Regions from separate parts of the Mus musculus genome. Here region 1 is linked to region 2. The links are chromatin contacts, called in public targeted proximity ligation maps. All regions are on one chromosome and are shown on one strand. The core of a region is the stretch at or near the end of the contact, and the rest is flanking DNA. Distances in the headings are between cores, read along the strand shown. Region 1 overlaps Lpxn (leupaxin). Region 2 holds the start of Fam111a (family with sequence similarity 111, member A).

Evidence for each region.
Region 1: a contact with region 2 is called in a targeted proximity ligation map of bone marrow-derived macrophages, with 2.5 times the contacts expected there. A contact is called at or near these places in 29 of 484 Hi-C or Micro-C datasets (the 3T3-L1 cell line, 3T3-L1-derived adipocytes, B cells and 20 more), 20 of 130 datasets of targeted methods (the 230-238 cell line, the NIH/3T3 cell line, the SCID.adh cell line and 13 more) and 3 of 9 other capture datasets (adipose tissue, liver and pancreatic islet).

What each region holds. Positions count from the first base shown.
Region 1 is chr19:12,810,625-12,817,212 of GRCm38.p6, reverse strand. Lpxn (leupaxin) reads right to left here. Exons shown (of 9, transcript NM_134152.4): 3 at 5,947-5,993. Among named protein-coding and RNA genes, the nearest start is that of Lpxn, 15 kb to the right of the region's middle.
Region 2 is chr19:12,571,188-12,576,917 of GRCm38.p6, reverse strand. It overlaps Fam111a (family with sequence similarity 111, member A), which reads right to left and starts at 3,393. Exons shown (of 4, transcript NM_026640.2): 1 at 3,338-3,393.

The DNA.
Region 1 (6,588 bases), core at 3,088-5,587, 240 kb before region 2:
GAGAAGCTCCACATTAAGTAGAGATGTATACTATATGTCGCTTTCCCCTTTAAATTCTATAAAATTCCATACAAATTCCAGAAGAATTACTTGAGCTATCAATAAGATTACATTAAATTTATGGGCTAGAACACCCAAGAGAAAACGTTTAAGGTTTAAAAGGCTAAGCATGTGGAAACACTTTTGTCATCCTTACAACTTCAAGACAGACGCACACAGATCGCTATGAGTTCCAGACCACCCATAGATATACAGACACTATCTCAAAAATAACAAAAACAAAAACAAATTTTGGAAGGAAAAGCTTGTCCCAATAGAGGTAACATTTTATAAAATAAAGATAATTAGGAGCAATCAGTTATTATGCAACACTGACAAGTGAAAGTAATCAAATGTGTGTAATGGTAACAGAATAAATAAACAGATCAAAAGAGTAGACTAGAAAATTCAGAAGCAGCCCCCTACACCTGAAAAAATCCAGGATATTTCATGAGGCATTTAAAGTGTCAGAATTATACTCAATGGACTTAATAACAATCTGTCTAGAACAATTTTACAGCCCTCGACACATCAAATATATAAACAAGTGAGTGGAATTGAATATATAAATATTTTTAAAATTAAAGTATTAGAAGAAAATGAGTAACTTTTAACAACTTAGAGACATGAGCATGTTTTAAACAAGGAAAGAACACTAAAGAGATAAGGCTAAAGAGATATTTCTGTGGTTAAGGCCACTCACTGCACTAGCAGAGAGCCTAGGTTTGGACCCACAACCTACATGGCAGCTTACAACTCTCTGTAACCCGAGTCCCAAGGGATCAAACAACCTTTCCTGATTTCCATACGCGTCAGAAACACAGATGCTACACATACATAAATTCATGCAAAATATCTATACACATAAAAATTAATCTAAAAATAAGGAAAAAGTTTGTTTAAAACCTCTGAAGTGAAACAAAAAAGAAAATCTATTAATAAAGTCTGTTTCATAAAATTACTATAGTTGAATCATTCAAAATATTTGTAAAACTTCTATATATTAAAAAAGCAAACCAATGGAAACATGAGCTACATTGTTAACAGGTTGAAGAAAGATAGATTTAAATGTTTATTATTATAGATATGAGAATGAAAGTTCCCAAAAGGAAATTGTGTGTTCAACGTAATCAGCAAGGTTGATTAATTAACTTGAACTTCAATGATTGTGTTGCAGATGGGATGTTGTAGGTCCAGAAGCTAATAACAATTTGTCTTGGTCTATATTTAGGACCATAAACAGTCACTTCTTACACATATAACATCCTGTGACTAATACATAAAAATTTTATGAAATATTTTAACAACAAAATCTTAGTTTTCATCAACCATAAAACTAAGGATCCTATTAGATTAGCAGTGAGGCCTAGAGCAGAGGTTTCAATCCACATCCTTAATGTTTCTATTAATGTGTTTGAACATTCCTTAATTTATTAGTTTTCTTGTTTTGTCATTTATAAAGACTTCATCAATGTTTTCCCATGTTATAACATGGGATTTTTGGTAGCCTAAATCTATGCTCGTAGGCCATGGCTACTCATATTTGGCTTCAGAATAAACAATCTCTTATTTCCTTTAAGGTAAAAGCTATGTTTCACATTGACATATGAAAATATACAACTCACAACCATGCAGAGTTTAAGAACAAGGAAGACGAAAATATAAATGTTTCAATCGTACATGGAAGGGGGAACAAAACAATCAGAGGAAGTAGAGGAAGGGAGGGATCTGGGAGGGAGAAGGGAGGACGATGAAAAAAAAGGGGGTTTAGGATCATGTATTAGAAGGGACAGGAGAGAAGTACACAGGGTCAGGAAACTGACTAGAAACGTAGCACTGGGGGATGGGGAACTGCGGATAGCCACTAGAAAGTTCCAGACTCCAGGGAAGCAAGAGGCTCCCAGGACCCAAGAGGGATGACTTTAGCCTAAAAACACAAAAAAGGGAAACTACAACCTGTAGAGACCACTTCCAGTAGATAGGCATGCCCCTCCCCATCCAGTTGAGAGATGGGGCCACCCACACATCTCAAAAATTTTAATCCATGGGCTGGTGAGATGGCTCAGTGGGTTAGAGCACCCGACTGCTCTTCCGAAGGTCCAGAGTTCAAATCCCAGCAACCACATGGTGGCTCACAACCATCCGTAACAAGATCTGACTCCCTCTTCTGGAGTGTCTGAAGACAGCTACAGTGTACTTACATATAATAAATAAATAAATCTTTAAAAAAAAAAAAAAAAATTTTAATCCAGAAATGTTCCTGTTCAAAGAAAAGACAGGGACAAAAAGTGGAACAGAGACTGAAGGAAAGGCCAACCAGAGACCACCCAACCTAGGGATCTATCCCATCTGCAGGCACCAAACCCCCACACTATTGCTGACACCAACAAGTGCTTGCTAACAAAAGCCTGGTATGGCTGTTCCCTGAAAGGTTCTACCAGCACCTGACCAATACAAATGCAGATACAGTCAGCCATTGGACTGAGCCCAAGGACCCCAATGGAAGAGCTAAGGGAATAACTAAAGGAGCTGAAGGGGATTGCAACCCCCTAGGAAGAACAATATCAGCTAACTGGACCACCCAGAGCTCCCCGGGACTAAACCACCATCCAAAGACTATACGTGGAGGGAGCCATGGCTCTAGATACATATATAGCAAAAGATGGTCTTATCTGACATCAATGGGAGGGGAGGCCCTTAGTCCTGTGGAGGCTTGATGCCCTAGTATAGGAGGATGCTAGAGCGCTGAGGGGGTGAGTGGGTAGAGGAGCACCCTTATAGAGGGCAAAGGGGAGAGGGGAGGAGGGATGGGATGGGTAGTTTGTGGAGGGGTAACCTAGAAGGGGGATATAATTTGAAATGTAAACAAATAAAATGATTTAAAACAGTCCCCTTCCATAGCAAGCACTTAACCAAGTAATATCTCCCCAGACACAAATGTAGCTTTTTATCTAAGCCTGTTCATTCATAAGGCCTCCTCACCTTACAGTTGTGGAAAACTTGTTCATGCTCAAAAAAGTGCCCACACTTTCAAACTATAATCCATGTATAGCATGTAAAAGGAGGAAGACCATTGTCAAGATTCCCTAACATCAGCTTACTCAGCAATATTTTATTCTAAATAGGAAATAAGAATTTGAGGAGCTGATGGTTGCAAATTACAGCCCATACAGGAAATATTCTTGAAAGAAACTTCAAATTAGAGACCTCTGATCTGTCCCTAGCCGTTTAAAGAAAGCAAAAGTAGCATGCTATATCATGAGCTACAAGCTACTTTATGATTTGGAATTTTTAATAATACAAAGCACAACACCTGTTATTTGAAAGAATGTACAGAATGTATACTTTCGAAGTAAGGAGCTCCATCATGCCGAGTTTTCCTCTGTTTAATTCTGCTATATTTTGTGAACGGTTCCTCCCATTATTACCAAAAGTGCTACTTTTGCTCCGGTATACTTATAAACAATTGCCATATTGCTATTGGTGGACAGTGGCTAGAAACATCCCAGTGCTTCAGCCACAGCTGATACTTAGCACACTCTCAAGGTATATTGGGAGCAATGGGTATCCCATTTATGCAAACCAGAGTATATGGTGGAAACAAATAAGGGAATATACCTTCTGAGTTTAGTGTTCTAGCTGGGCATGCTAGTATTTATGGCTCAGAATCACAATCACCTAGGAAATTTATAACACTCCACACATAGTTATGGAAGGGTTTTATATCATTCTCTCACACACATCTCCATTGTAGGTATAGCTTGGTAATGGAAATGTACCAAAGTATTGCAGTCTAGAAAATATAAGCATATTTGAGTTTAAAAAAAATGGAAATACTATCATAGAAAATTGGTTGAACAGATGGTGAGAGAGCTAAGAAGCAAAACAGAAGACATGGGGGTTACCTGAAAGCCCCAGCAGCAAGTCATCACCACCCCTGTGCTAAAGGACAGAATGCATGGCAACATCATGAGAGCCCATGCCTCTGGTTCAGTGTGCTGGGACAACAGCAGGTTGTCATGCTCCAACTGACAGAGATGCAGCTGCTGATAAAGACACTGGAAAGTCAAGCACCAAGGCAAGGCAAGTGCCCTGCATTTTCCTACTCTACATCTGCTGGTCTCTCCAGCACTTCTTGCTTATCAAAGCCCATGACAGCCAACTGTCTTGGAACTTGGGAATACTGCTATTTGGATAAGGGATTTACTAAAAGAATTAGAAATGCCATACACGGACAGACAGATGGCAGCAAGATGGGGTTCCTATGGCAGAGTGAGTCTCCTATACATGTTAGGGAAAGGGGGAGGCTCTAAACTGCAGGACTGATGAACAGTCTGTGGTTTATGCTTGCAGTCAGGCCAGCTCTGATAGGTGGCTGCACACAAGTGTGTGTGTGTGTGTGTGTGTGTGTGTGTGTGTGTGTATGTGTGTTGGGAGTGGTCTGTTAGCATAGGATCTGTATGTAGAATAAGCTATAAGCTAGAGGAGAGCAAGTATCTAGAAAAGCAAGTTAAATGGAAAGCATTTGCAAAAATGGCCTGGCCCTAAATGACAGAACACAGAATATGAAAAGAGACAGAGGCCAGTTACCCAGTGCTGTAGGAGAAGATGACCATAAAATAGTGTCATGATTAAATAACTGATCACAGTGCCGGACATACTGGAAAATAATTAATGCTTGGACTGGTTTTCATGTTACATATTTCAGTATTCATATGCATTTCTACTTCTTAATAAAACATACTGTTGCTGAGAGCCTTTTAAGTACAGTTACCACTTTTGTTGTTTGTGTTTGTTTTGGTTTTAGCTAGGGCAGAAAGGTGAAGACAATGGAGATATGTTCACCTCTCACTTCCTGGAGCTGGAATAAATAGGTAATGTGTATATAAGTAAACTAGCTTCACTCCCACCACAGAAGGAAGTGACCTCAAGTGGAATGTATTAAAATGACTTCCCGTAGTTCAAGTCCATTGCCTGATTTAGCTCCCCATGTATGCTCTATGTACTATGATCCTGAGATCAGATAGTGCAGTGGAGCACTCTGTGACAAGCACAAATCCTTAAGAAAAGGTTCTAGTTTCTTTTGTGTGTGTGTGTGTGTGTGTGTTTGTGTGTGTTATGATTAAAGAGGCAAACACAAACGAGGTGGCCTTTCTGTTTCTGATTTATTTTAGATTACTAATCTGCTTTGGTTTGAAGAAATGACTTAGCAAGTGAATCTATTCCATGTGTAACACTTACTAAATGTTCCTTTCACCACCTACCTAACCTTTGAGCAGACCTGGAAAGTAGAATTATGTTTTCAGGTGTCTGTGATGGACCCTTGCTGTCTTCATATAGCCGTGGTCCTTGTACTGATATTGCTGGACCCTTGCTTAAGTTTCTTCAGGTGTGTTTTCACCTTTGAGTTCTGTTGCATGACATCCGGAAGTGAAGTGCCAAAACTCTATGCTAATTCTGAAACTTTTATCCTTTTTAGGTGATTTTTAAAAATGCAGAGATACTCCCAACCCCGAGCCTGGACACCTGTCTGGAAACGAGGTACCTTGAGAGGCTGCCAAGTCATTGTAGAAGGGTTCTGCCTCCACTCAAAGGCTCTGGGAAGAGGCGTACTATGGATGAAATCCAATAATAATCTTTACAAACAAATTTGTCAGCCAGGTGTGGTGGCGCACACCTTTAATCCCAGCACTCGGGAGGCAGAGGCAGGCGAATTTCTGAGTTCGAGGCCAGCCTGGTCTACAAAGTGAGTTCCAGGACAGCCAGGGCTATACAGAGAAACCCTGACTCAGAAAACAAACAAAAACAAAAAACAAAAAACAAAAAAAAAAGAATTTGTCACTTATTAATAATAAATTACCTGATAACTTTTAATTGTGAAGTTATTTATTAGACACCAAAGCATACCTGTAGACATTGGGCTCCTGGATATTGGTTGCATACACGAGCTGCACCTAAGAAGTAAGTGACAGAAAAGAATAACAAATGGCATTTGTGTTAGAATGCTGTAACTTATCAACATGGAGAATGAGGGCGGCTTAGGCTTATAGCTGCCAAGGGGGATAACCAGAATGACATTTTGGTTCACACTTGTAGTCTAGGCTTCTTGGGAGGATGAGATAGAAGATGCATTAGTATGAGCTTAGTTTGGGCAGCATAGTGAGAGCTTATCTCAAAGCTAATAATAGTAATAATAATGATGATGATAATAATAATAAATAAAAGAAGTAACTAGCATATTGCTTAAGCATTTCCAAAGGTAGAATTACCTTTTATTTATTTTTTAATATTTATTTATTTATTATATGTAAGTACACTGTAGCTGTCTTCAGACACACCAGAACAGGGAGTCAGATCTCATTACGGATGGTTGTGAGCCACCATGTGGTTGCTGGGATTTGAACTCAGGACCTTCAGACGTGCAGTTGGGTGCTCTGACCTGCTGAGCCATCTCACCAGCCCAGAATTACCTTTTATTATACAGAGAAAAACCAAATTCTAAACAGAATTTGGCACTTGAAAGGTTACTACCCTCCCTGCCTTAAAAAT
Region 2 (5,730 bases), core at 2,144-4,643:
ACTGTTGCCAACTCTGTTTCCTGCCTTTGAGGCCCTTCCGGTGCTAAGAACCACTAGACCATATGCCACAAAGGAGAGCAAGCTTGTGCTTCTTCAGTAGGTCACCATCAGAAGACACAGTCAAGGAATGAGTGCTGTAGGCAGTGAACTGATAAGTTTCCATAAGCTCCATCACATAGTTCTCGGAACCTTGCTTTAAAAGTTTCAGTTCATTCTACAGAGCTCAAACTTCTATTCAAAAATCACAAAACTCCAGTGAGGATATCTTGGAGAATTTATATTTACATTATTTTCTAACGAAAAGACAAGAAGGAGGTGGAAACAGGAGACGACCATATAATGAAATTCCAAATACCTATCATATACCAAATAATTTTTCTTTGTAAGTTTTTTCTCATACACACACACACACACACACACACACACACACACACACATGTGCGCACGCGCGCGCGAGCGAAAATATATGTTCTTGTTTTTTCTGAGACAATGTCTCATATAACTCAGGCTGGCTATGGACTTTTGAACTCCTGATCCTCCTGCCTCCACTTTTCAACAGTCTGGATTATAGATATGTACTATCACATCTGCCATAAGCGGTACAGAGATTCAAATCCAGGGCTTTGTGAATAAAAGGTGATCGCTCTAACAGCTGGGCCACATATGAAACCCTGTAGTGTGTTTTTAACTAGTAGATGAAAGTCACACTCAACAAGTTAGGATTGTCTTTTTGTACAATTGCAGTGCCAATTTATTCACATCAAAATGCAACTAAGATACAGACATCACCTTTATTTTTTTTTTTTCCTTTAAAACATGTCTTGTTTTGTAGGCCAAGATGACCTCAAACTGGCCACCCTCCTGTCTCACCCTCCTCAGAGTTGGGACGAAAGTGAGCACAGCACACCCAACTTAATTATGCATTTTAGTCGTGTTTCCATCCATGTAGAAAGTGATCAGACGAAAACAGAAAGGTTGTCTGCGGACAGCCACCCACGGCTTGCTTCTTTTCTCTATGTGTAATTGAAGCACATACCCGGTGGGAGCCATGTAAAGCCTGTGTCCATGATCTTAACCCCTCCATTGTAGCACCTGAGTCCTAGATTTCTACCAGTAACTGCTGCTAAGGAGCTAGGAAGGATGTCTACTAGCCCCCCTGAACTAGTTCTGTGTTTGTGAAAAGCAGAAGCAACTAAAAATATGGCAGGGACATCCTATGAGAATTTGCACAGCAGGGTGAATGCCAAGAGTACGGGCTTAGCTTAGGCAGCCATGTTGGAGCTGCAGGGACCTGGGCTTACTGGCTGGCTCCTTCCTTTCTTTTTCTTTCTTTTTTTTTTTTTTTTTTTTTTGGTTTTTGGTTTTTGAGACAGGGTTTCTCTGTATAGCCCTGGCTGTCCTGGAACTCACTTTGTAGACCAGGCTGGCCTCGAACTCAGAAATCTGCCTGCCTCTGCCTCCCGAGTGCTGGGATTTTAAAGGCTTGGGCCACCACCGCCCGGCTACTGGCTACTTTCTGCCTCTTCCTCACCCTAAAAGGAGGGGCAGAGTCATCCTCATCTGCTGTGAAAATTGAACGGCCATCTGTGAACGATTACTCAGAGAATATTCCTGCTAGTGCTGGGATTGAGGCCAATATTTACCCACAGGGACACGCCTTGGACTTAAGAAAATGATAGTGCATGAGTACTTGAGGAACTGGTCTGGACTAGCTGATCTTGGTGGGCAGAAATTTCTGTTCAACCAGAAAAACAATGTGAGGTTCCCTGTCTGTTGATGGTTCATATTGTAAAATATAAAAGCTAACAGAAAGAAATATGAATTTGGCAGTTCACAGGCACATGCTTAAACAATTCTGAATCATTCCATATCTACCCCCACACAAACGATTTTCGGTATTCATGCTGGGTCATATTTTATTAGAATGTGGAGGAGGATCAGGTTAAAATGTCCACAGCCAGCCTGAGTTAAATGAGACTTTGTCTCAAAAAAAAATGGTGGAAATATCCTCTAATACAGAATTATTTGCTATATGATAGGTATTTGGAAGTTCATTGTATGATCCCCTCCTTCGTTTGTTTGTTTGTTTGTTTGTTTGTTTGTTTGTTTTTCGAGACAGGGTTTCTCTGTATAGCTCTGGGGATCCTGAAACTCACTTTGTAGACCAGGCTGGCCTCAAACTCAAAAATCTGCCTGCCTCTGCCTCCCCAGTGCTGGGATGAAAGGTGTGCGCCACCATGCCCGGCATATGATCCCCTCCTGCCTCCACTCCTCCTTGCTTTTTCAGTTAGAATGATGTGAATACAAATTCCTCCGAGTATACCACATTATAATTTGAGAAGACAAAGTACTTACATGTACTATCTTTCTTTAGTAGAGCAATAAACCAATATGGCCTGTACCAAGTCCCATCCTCGGTCTCCCTAACAGTTTCCTGGAATTGCTTTCTCCATCTTCTTCCCCTTTCTCTTGCCCCCTTTTTCTTTCCCCTGGCCTTTCTCACTCTCCCTATTTCTGAATAACGCCCTGCCCCACCAAGCCCCTTTAAGCCTCTTTCTGGCTTCTGAGCCACATCCGTCCCTCCCTATTGCCTAATAACTTCCTCTCCAGCCCCTTGTCTCCCTCCCCCACCTTCACTTCCCCCTCTCTTAAAGGCGCTTATTTTCTGGCTAGCCATGTGCACATTCTTGCCTACTTACTTTTCTCTCAGAAAGGCTTTCCAGAGGCAAAGACCAGAGCTGATCTAAGCCTGCCTCTTCCTACACTACCACATCATCAATACCAGCACGCTGAGGCTAGAATGCTGAAAACAACCCTGGGCTCCCTGGGTCCTTCAGATGGGTTAGCCCTTCTGCCTCTGTCCCAAGGGCTTTCCAGCGCTAGAAGTTCCCCCATGCCACCAGTGTGCCTGAGATTTCACCCACTCTTCATTTCAGAGTAGCACAGTTTGTTTATGGACCTGCCACCTTCCCTGGCTCACAGCTAGGACCAGCTACACTTGAACCCAACATCTAGCATTAAGTCTGCTTTTGGGAGGAAACCGTCACAGTGCCCTTAAAGAACACTAAAGATGACTGGTATTTTCTAGTCCTCAGCAGAACATACTGGGTTATGTTGATGGAAACAGCAGACAAATCAGGTTAATGTAGTAACCACCTATTCGAATATGGATAGCTTCCACTCCACCTGCTAGGCAAGCCTGAGAAAGAAATCAGTATTTGTCACTTGTGTATTTTTATTCCAAGATGAAATAGACTTGCTAAATATATTGGTGAATATTTGCTGCACACCACATTCTGACATGAAGAAATTAATCTTAAAGTGGCTTTTTACTTACTGGATCTTTCCACTCTATGGCAGCTTCGCTCCAGCCGCTGGAATCCCGGGTCTTTTAGAAAAAACAGAACCAGACTGTCATTTGACGTCTTTGTTCAGAGGGTGGAGAGACTGCGGATTGGTCCTTTCTCTGAACAGCAACCAGCTGTGCTTCAGTCCATTGGCTGCATTCAGAGCGCGGGACTGGACCAGAGCAAGCGCAGTGTGCATCCGCCCTGGTCTCTAAGGGCCGCCTAGTCAAGGAAGCCCGCCAATCGAGTGGGTGTGGTCCTCTACTCTCCAGGGATCTCCTTTTAGAGCCTAGTCAAATGAGGTATGCTAACTGGACTCAGTGGGAAGCTGAGGAGCCAGGACTAGATCTGGGTTCCCTCCTGGTTTCAGGCAGGTCCAGGGATTTTCTTCCAAATAGCAAGAGAGACCAGGGCAGCAGGTTAGTGACATGCTTTCTGGCTGCAGGCAGGAAGAGAATGAGCTAGGAGGAGGAAGGCTGGAGGACTCAGGGCCTTTCTAGGGGGTAACATCCCCACAGCAGACCAGCTTCAGTACTTGAACAAATCAGAAAGAAGCTGCAAATCCTTGTCAAAGACTCATTTTTCAAAAATGTATTAAATTTATTATTTGTGTGTAATATGTGTATGTGTGTGTATGCCACATGTCACAACTTTCAGGAATTCAGGCTCTTTCCTACCATGTGAGTCTAGTGGATCAAACTCAGTCAGACTTGGCAGCAGATGCTGAGTCATCTCGATGACCTAATAAATTGATTTTTTTCCAGATGTGCATCATTGGGAGTAAATATTTTCTACTCATAAAGAGAGTGTCCACTCCAGAAATATGAGCTGTGATTAAAAAGGAGGAAGAGGAGGGAGGGAGCCAGGCAGGGAGTGGGAAGAGATTACTGGGAGACACAACTGTTATGGGGCAAGAAGGAGGATGCTTAGGGCATGGCTAAAGAACTAGGGCAGTGGAAAGTCCCAGGAATCTATAAGGGTGACCCCAGCAATGGGGGATACAGAGCCTGAACCAGTAATCTTCTATAACTGGACAAGATTTCCAATGAACAGTTTGGGACACTAACCCAGCCACAAAGCATTCTACCTACAAATTGTCCTGCCTACAAGATAGTCTGGGGAAAAGTGGTGCAGAAATTGTGGAGGTGGCCAGGGATGACTGGTCCATCTTGAGACCCATATCATGTGAGGAAGCCAACCCCTGACACTACTAAAGATATTCATTCATACTTGCAGACAGACGCCTAACATAATCATTAGCAGAAAGGCTTTACCCAGCAATGAATGGAAACACAGATGCAGAAACCCACAGCCAAACATTAGGAAGAGCTTGGGCAATCCTGCAGAAGAAAGGGAGGAAGATGGTAGGAGTCAGAGGGGTCAAGCATACCACAAGAAAACCCACAGAATCAACTAACCTGTTTCCATAGCAGCTCACAGAGACTGAGCAGATTACAACTATTGCTACCACCTTGGAGAACCCAAACATCTCTGAAAACCTAAAACATATATCTAGCTATATGCTCTTTTCCACATCTACCACACCCCAGAGTTTGTAGTTCACATAGATTCTAGAATGGTTTTTAACAATGTAAGTCAGTTTACATCATTACTCAGTCCCACAGTCTCCCTCTAGACTAGATTTTACACATTTGTGACAAAACTCAAGACTTCCTGTGGCCTACCAGATGATTTTCACATGCATGTGCTAGCACAGCTGTGGCGTGGTTCTTTCTAGGGTATATTTTATGTTCAGAAGAAGTGAGATGATTTTAAAAACATTGTCTGCTAAGAAGGGAATTTGTACAATATTCACTCCTGGATAGTTTCTTCATGATATTATGTAACTCATACAGAGAGTCAAATGGGAGCCATCTGAAGACTGTTTACGTTTTAAACACACCCACCTTCCTTATTTCAATAGCAATTAGACTGCCTATACCAGATTGCTTCTTGGGTCCATTTGCTTGGAAAATCTTTTTCTAGCCCTTTACTATGAAGTAATGTCTGTCTTTGATGTCAGAGTATATTTACTTATTATATGCAGCAGAATGATGGATCTTGTTTTCACGTCCATTTTGCTAGCTTGTGTCTTTTTATTGGGAAATTGAGTCCATTGATATTGAGAGATATTAATGACCAAATGATTTGTAATTCCTGTTATTTTTAAATTGATCGTGGTAGTGTGAGATATTCAGAGCCTAATACTCTTAGGCTCTGTCATGGCAAATGATTGTGTCCTCTGAAACTAAAATGTTTTTTATTATATCAAAACTGCAGATAAATGCCATGCATTTGAGGTGCAATGTCAAAACATTTTCTTTTTTTTTTCTTGTGTGTGTGTGTCCAGGTTTTAGAAAGCAAGGCATCAAAATAGCTAGAA